Linked DNA regions of Macaca mulatta: region 1 is linked to region 2. The links are chromatin contacts, called in public Hi-C maps. All regions are on one chromosome and are shown on one strand. Each heading gives the region's core, a stretch centred on a gene start, on an enhancer-like site or on the middle of the called end of the contact. The rest is flanking DNA. Distances are from core to core; before and after follow the strand shown. Region 1 has its middle 130 kb from the start of NAV2. Region 2 overlaps NAV2 (neuron navigator 2).

Region 1 (3,141 bases), core at 106-2,605, 310 kb after region 2:
GATGATGCCACTGCACTCCAGCTTGGGTGACAGAGCGAGACCCTGTCCCACCAAAAAAAAAAAAAAAAAAAAAAAAAATTTCCTTGGATAGCTTTTCATGCTGCAGCCCAGTATCCTGCGGTCTCTCCATAGGCTGCTGACATTACAATTCACCAGTGCAAATGAGAGCAAGCCCAGAGCTCCGGAGGAGAAACACGAAGTTGCAAGTTCTTTTCCTCCAGCTGCCACTGGATGCCAGGCCACATTGAACATTTCGTCTTTGGATGGCGAGACAGCCGGGAGGAAAATTGAAATGTCTGCACAGTGTTGTGTACACTGCATGACAGTGTCTTTGAAAAGCACATCTCATTGGGTGCACACATGTTTGCACACAGACATGGTTTATTTTAATGGTGTATTCAAAGCAGGGAGTAGGCTGTAGCAGTCATTTTACTGGCATTGATTTCTGTGGGAAAAAAAAGGAAGGCTGTCAATTTATCACTGTAGGAAAATCAATGAAATTTGAGCTTATTCCAAATAACTATGAAAGGGGTGGTTAAGGGAGAGATCAGTGATGAATGTAGCCCTTCCTCAGATGTCCTGACTCCTGGACTCCTAGGAGCAGAGCCTAGCAAAAAACTGCTCATTACAGGCAAATCTCAAATTCAGAATGTGATCAAGCCACTACCAAAGCTCTCGCCAAAGGACTCTTGGATGAAGAGGGAGGAGGGGACCTTTAATTGTGGAACAAATGGGAATCTGAATGATTTGAAAGATTAGGGAAACAGGAGAAGAGGACTTCCAGGGATTTCCAGGCAGTGTGGAGTAGAAAGAAAAGCATGGGCTTTAAACTCAGCCACTGGGCTTTACAGATTTGGTTGATGTAGGCGTAAACATATGTAAAAGGACAGCCATGGAGCCTGGCAACATACTGGGCACAGACTAGGCGGCCGTGCCATTATTACCTTTTTCTGGAGAGGGGGCAGGCAGGGTCTTACTCTGTCATCCAGACTGAGTACAGTGGCTTGATCTTGGCTCACTGCAACCTCTGCCTCTCGGTTCAAGTGGTTCTCCTGCCTCAGCCTCCCGAGTAGCTGGGATTACAGGCATCTGCCATCACGCCAGGCTAATCTTTGTATTTTTTAGTAGAGGTAGGGTTTCACCATGTTGACCAGGCTGGTCTCGAACTCCTGACCTCAGGTGATCCTCTGATTCTGCCTCCCAAAGTGCTGGGACTACAGGCTGAGCCACCACGCCTGGCCCAGTGTGATTATTAGTTTTGCTGCTCACTGGCCGTGTGGTTCTGAGCAAGTCACCCGACCTCTTTGAGCCTCAGGCTTACCCTCTGTGACATGCTCCTGCAGAGCCCGGTGGGAGGTACAGAATAGCACACGGTAGGCACTCAAGCAGCGGCGGACCTCCCCGCCCCCTGATTTCTAGGGGACCGCACGAAGGGAACTGACTTTTGGCTCCGGATTAGAGGGCAGGTCCGGACACTCACGCCCCACCCCACCCCTCAGCCCCTCTCGCTTAGTCTGGTGAGGCACCTCACGCAGTTGCTCCTCCAAATGGAAAAAGAACACGACGCCCAGATCAGAGCTCTGCCAAGAGTCTCCTTAGAAAGGCCCGGCAGCCAGCACTCTGCCGACGGCCTGCCAGGGCCCGACTGGGTGGTGAAAATAAAATTAACAGCTAATGAGCCGCTTCCTGAAGCTTCAAGGAAGAGCTAGTGTCAGCCAGCGCAGGGTCTCATTTTTTGAGCAATTAGAGGAAAAGCAGAATTCTGTCTTGTGAGCATCACCAGATATTCCTGTCCACACTGGGGGGAAGATTCGAGAAGAAAGGCTGATCCCAGCCTCAGCCCATTCCCCCAGAGAGTGCCCCACCCTCAAGGATCACTCAGGCTGTGCCCTGAAATGTGCTTATGCTGCCCCCTTCTGGTGGCCATTGTCACTGCACTCCCCAAGGCCCCGGCCACAGAATGGGTAGGTCAGGCTTCTTACAGCCGCTCATCTTCCCTGGAGGGGTAGGGGTGGAGGGTTCGGGCGGGGACGGGCTCCTGCGGCCCCAAGGGCTCCTGATTGCAGAGGCTGCAGCTGGCCTCCGTGTGAACAGCTGAAGACAGGGAATGTCTCTAAAGAACGATATTACAGTAGCAGCTAATATTTATTTCTTCAATATTTAGTTTATTAAATATATTTACTTTGCTTTAATTAATTGATTTGCTTAATATTTACTTGCAAGGTTCCAGGCCCCATGCTAAGCATTTTTCCTGCTTTACCTCCCTTAACTCTGTCAATAACCCTGTGAGGTAGTTATTCCTATTCTCTTCATGTTACAGGAGGAGCCTGAAGCTCACGCATGCTGAAGTTCATACATCTGGTAACTGGCAGAGCCCACATTTGAACCCAGGCAAGTTTAACTCCAGATCTTCCATTGTAGTAGTGGTTCTCCAACTTTTGGGGGCATGTGCACTGCTTGGGATACATGTTAAAATGCCCCATAGACCCAGGATTCAATGGGTCTTGGGTAAAGCCCAGGACTCAGCATTTTAACAAGCACATTGATAAATTCTGGTGTAGCTGATTAATGGATGCTACTTCAAGATTTACTGCAGCCCACCAGGTGCATCCTGATCCAAGGGCTCAAATAGCAACCAGGATGTTCATTTTACTTTACAGTTGTTACAGACAAAAATCAACTCTGGTCTATAAAGGTCCCTCTGCATCAAAAGGAGACCATGACTAAATTTCACTCTCAGCCTCAATATTCACAAAGATCTAGCCTAACTGTAATGGAGCTCCGACTCCTGAGTCCTGGCACCAAACTCTGTATGACTGGTAGAGCTGCATCTGGAGAGAGAGACTAGGGAAGTAATGGAGAGCTGGTAGGGAGGGTGTGGTCCTGACTATTGGGCAGGCTTGGGAAATTCACTTCTTATCCCTGGTCTTGGTTTGTCCATCTAAGCAATGAGAAGATTTTGGATCTTCTCTAAATTTTGAAAATTCTATCTGTCCACAATCCAAACCTTTGTATTTCTTTGGTTTCCCGAGAGCTCTCATAGCAATCAAATTGAGCTATCCAGTGTCCCAGCGTCTGCTTTCTGATAGGTCCAGATGTTAAGTTAATAAGGGCTCTGCTGGTAATGTATTTAATATCTTC
Region 2 (3,083 bases), core at 128-2,627:
AACCTTGGTGTGCATCTCTTCTGATAGGTATAAAATTGTTTGCCATAATCTGGGGTTGTAAGTATCAAGAAAAGGACAATTTATAATGGTGAGAAGGTGAATTACTACTACTCAGAACCCAACATATTTGCAATAAAAACTTAAGGTTGGTTGGAAACACTTGCCCACAAATACATTTCCCTTCAACGCCTGACGACCTGTCTCCACAGGCATTATTTTGAGGCTGAAGTACAACTTATCTGCACGGTAGATGGAAAACATCACACATTTTTCCTGTAAAACTGGTAGGAATTTGTTAGCCTAAAGACAAACACACAACATTCTCCCTTTAAATAAAACACCTCATTTTGGGTGGCTTGGGAAATAAAGTCACCATCCATAATGTGTCTAAAGATATTATGGCCCATTCACCAAAGAGTTAATGGTAAGACTCCTCAAATCAGAATTTTGGTCCAGGGAATTACTAAGCAGGCTGTTTCCAATAATTAAAGTTGAAAGATGAATAAATGATGAAATGTTTAGTTATATCTTTCAGCTGAAATCCACTTAGCTGTGTTTAAAAGCCACTGGAACCTCAACTGACTAGCATTAGATCTAGTGATAAGTCTGAATTTTCAAGCCATAAACTTTCAGCCTTCTCTTTCCATGCAAATCTGTAAGCACCAAAGAAGTCTACAGTCTGGAAGCATTTTAGATATAAGCAGGCAATCACTTTAAACTTTTTCTTGTTGGCTGGGCAAGAAAGATGGTTGTAGAGTAAACAGAGAACATGAGCTGGTGTGAGGGGACTGTAAAATTTATATAGTTAAAAAGAAGCTGGCCCAATTCCCTGACTGGGAGCTGGGAGAGAAAGAAGGGGGTTAGCTCTTCCCCCAACATGTTGCAGTGAGAATTACTTCCCACTGCACTGCAAGGATTTGTCCCTTAGTTAATTTACCCCATCTTGTTTGGAGAGGACATTCACTCCACAAAGACAGACACAGAATGGAGTACAAAATACTAGCAGTGTCAGTGCCTGTGTTTGGGGACCAGATGTGGCTAGCATATCTGGCATAGGAGGTCCAGCAGGGGGATCTTAGTACCTCTTGGTTCTGCTTCCAATGCAAACAATGTTCTGCAAGTCCTTCAAGTCAGTGCTATCTGATTACTCACATCCAATAGAAGAGCTTCTGCAGGTGAAGATCTGGACCTCCCTTGGGCTGGACTTTTTAAACCAGACATAGGCTTCGGGAATCATTATGCCCACAGATAGGCCTAGGAAAGGATTATGGACTTGTTCCAAGATGATGTCACAGCAATGGTATTAAGTGGTGTAGGGGAATGCAAGTCACAGTATTCTACCAAAGTGTGGAATTTGCAAAGGGCAGGGAAGCAAAAAGCAATGAAGAGGGGAAAGATGCATTCCTTTCAGAGTTGCTGGAGAGCCCCCACTGTGCTGACCCTAGGCTGAACCACAGCAGATTTTTAGGACAGGATAGAGGGAAGCAATCAAAGCATAGGATGGGAAAGATACAACCTTGAATCAGGTAGACAGTCTGGTCCTCTGTGAGGCACCATGGTGTAATGGATAGAATACAGGTTTTTCCATACACAAGACCCTGGAGCAGTCTCATAACTTCTCTGAGATTCATATTCCTTACCTGTAACTTTGGAATAATGATGAATAATGATTTACAGTTATACCCAATGGTTAACAAGTATACTATTGGGTACAGCTGTAAATCTGAAATGGCTTAATGTCTGGCCACCGTATGGTAGTTTCCTTTCTCTTCTTCTCCACTGAACACAGGTTCATGAAGGGACTGGACATTGGCATAAAAGAAACATGCTATGGCACAAGAAATAATTGGATAAATCAAGAAGAAAACAGATGACTCTAGGTTAAAGTATCAGAGAGAACTGGACAAAAATCAATATACAAGAGTCCGAGATGAACATTTTCAAAGAGGCAAGATAGGCTTTGGCAGGCAGGGCTCGTCATTTCCCTAGGAACATTCCAGAAGAGAAACTACTCAATCCAAATATCTGTGGCTGACTGAGATCTTACACTTGGGGTATCTGTGGGCTCCACTCTCTGGAATGAAACATCCCCGGTTTTGGACTAAGACAGTTCTGGGTTTCCCTTGGGTTGTCATGGTGAGATTCTTTTCACTGAGTCAGTGGCTAGCTGCTCTTTTGATGGGAGCAGCACATCGTTCAAATGGCTGCAGCATTGTGCCAAGCCTTCTGGAACATGGAGAAGGAGTTCTTGAGGACTACGAGGACAGCTGACAGGGTAAAGGGAGAATGGCTTGCATATAGCCATCAAAAGCCACCACAAAGCTCAAGCCAGCTCCTGTCCACCCCTGACCACTATCGCCTCCACACCTTAGACAGGACGGCTCCCTGAACTTGATCAAATCAGAAAACTGGATGGAGATCATGTACTTTTTCCCACCATTCAGAGAGAATCTATGTTAACTCTGTAGTTGAACACTTAGGTTCTGTTGTAAATGGGCTCAGATCGTTGCTTGCTCCAAAGTAAGCCCCCTCGGTCTGACATTTTCAACAATATTTGGTTCACAAACAAAGGCCGTAATGACTGTGTGGCAGGTGGGAAGAAAGAAAAAAAAGCTAAGCCTGGACTCACCCAGGAGGGAACCAAAACATCTCTTGGGATGATGAGCCCATCCACAAACTGAACTAATTCAGACTGAACTTACAAGTACTGGAGTTCAAGGGCAGGATTTCAAAGCCAAAGGTGACCACGAGAACCTGAGATACCCGAGCAAACCTGGGAGGCCACTGGACTTTCTACAAACTGAAAGAGGCAGAGCTAGAATGCTCAATCTTACCGAGATCTCAAAGGGCTTGTCGACCCCAGCTGACATCTAGATTACACATGTATTGATAAAATACATGACGTTCAGAAGGTATTCAGAGAAGGAAATGAAAATCTCGGAGGTTGGTGAGATGATCAGGAAAGCTAGTGCATAGAAGACCCCAGAGCAAGTCCAGCATGCTGAATGGGAGATGGGAAAGCAGGGGGCAGAGCATGCCACTCCAAGGGAAAGCCTGTAGAAAGTACAGGGGAAAGAAAGCGC

The links. Hi-C and Micro-C count contacts between places; a contact is called where the count stands out from the background.
Region 1: a Hi-C map of fibroblasts shows a contact between it and region 2, with 4 times the contacts expected there. The contact joins two enhancer-like sites. A contact is called at or near these places in 7 of 14 Hi-C or Micro-C datasets (CD4 T cells, blood, cortical neurons and 4 more).

Annotation. Positions count from the first base shown.
Region 1 is chr14:45,835,941-45,839,081 of T2T-MMU8v2.0, forward strand. No RefSeq gene overlaps it. Among named protein-coding and RNA genes, the nearest start is that of NAV2, 130 kb to the left of the region's middle. Within about 2 kb of position 1,356, at least 9 of the 40 cell types and tissues checked have an H3K27ac peak or open chromatin away from gene starts, as enhancers often do.
Region 2 is chr14:45,529,239-45,532,321 of T2T-MMU8v2.0, forward strand. All of the region lies in intron 5 of NAV2 (neuron navigator 2), which reads right to left. Among named protein-coding and RNA genes, the nearest start is that of NAV2, 180 kb to the right of the region's middle. Within about 2 kb of position 1,378, at least 3 of the 40 cell types and tissues checked have an H3K27ac peak or open chromatin away from gene starts, as enhancers often do.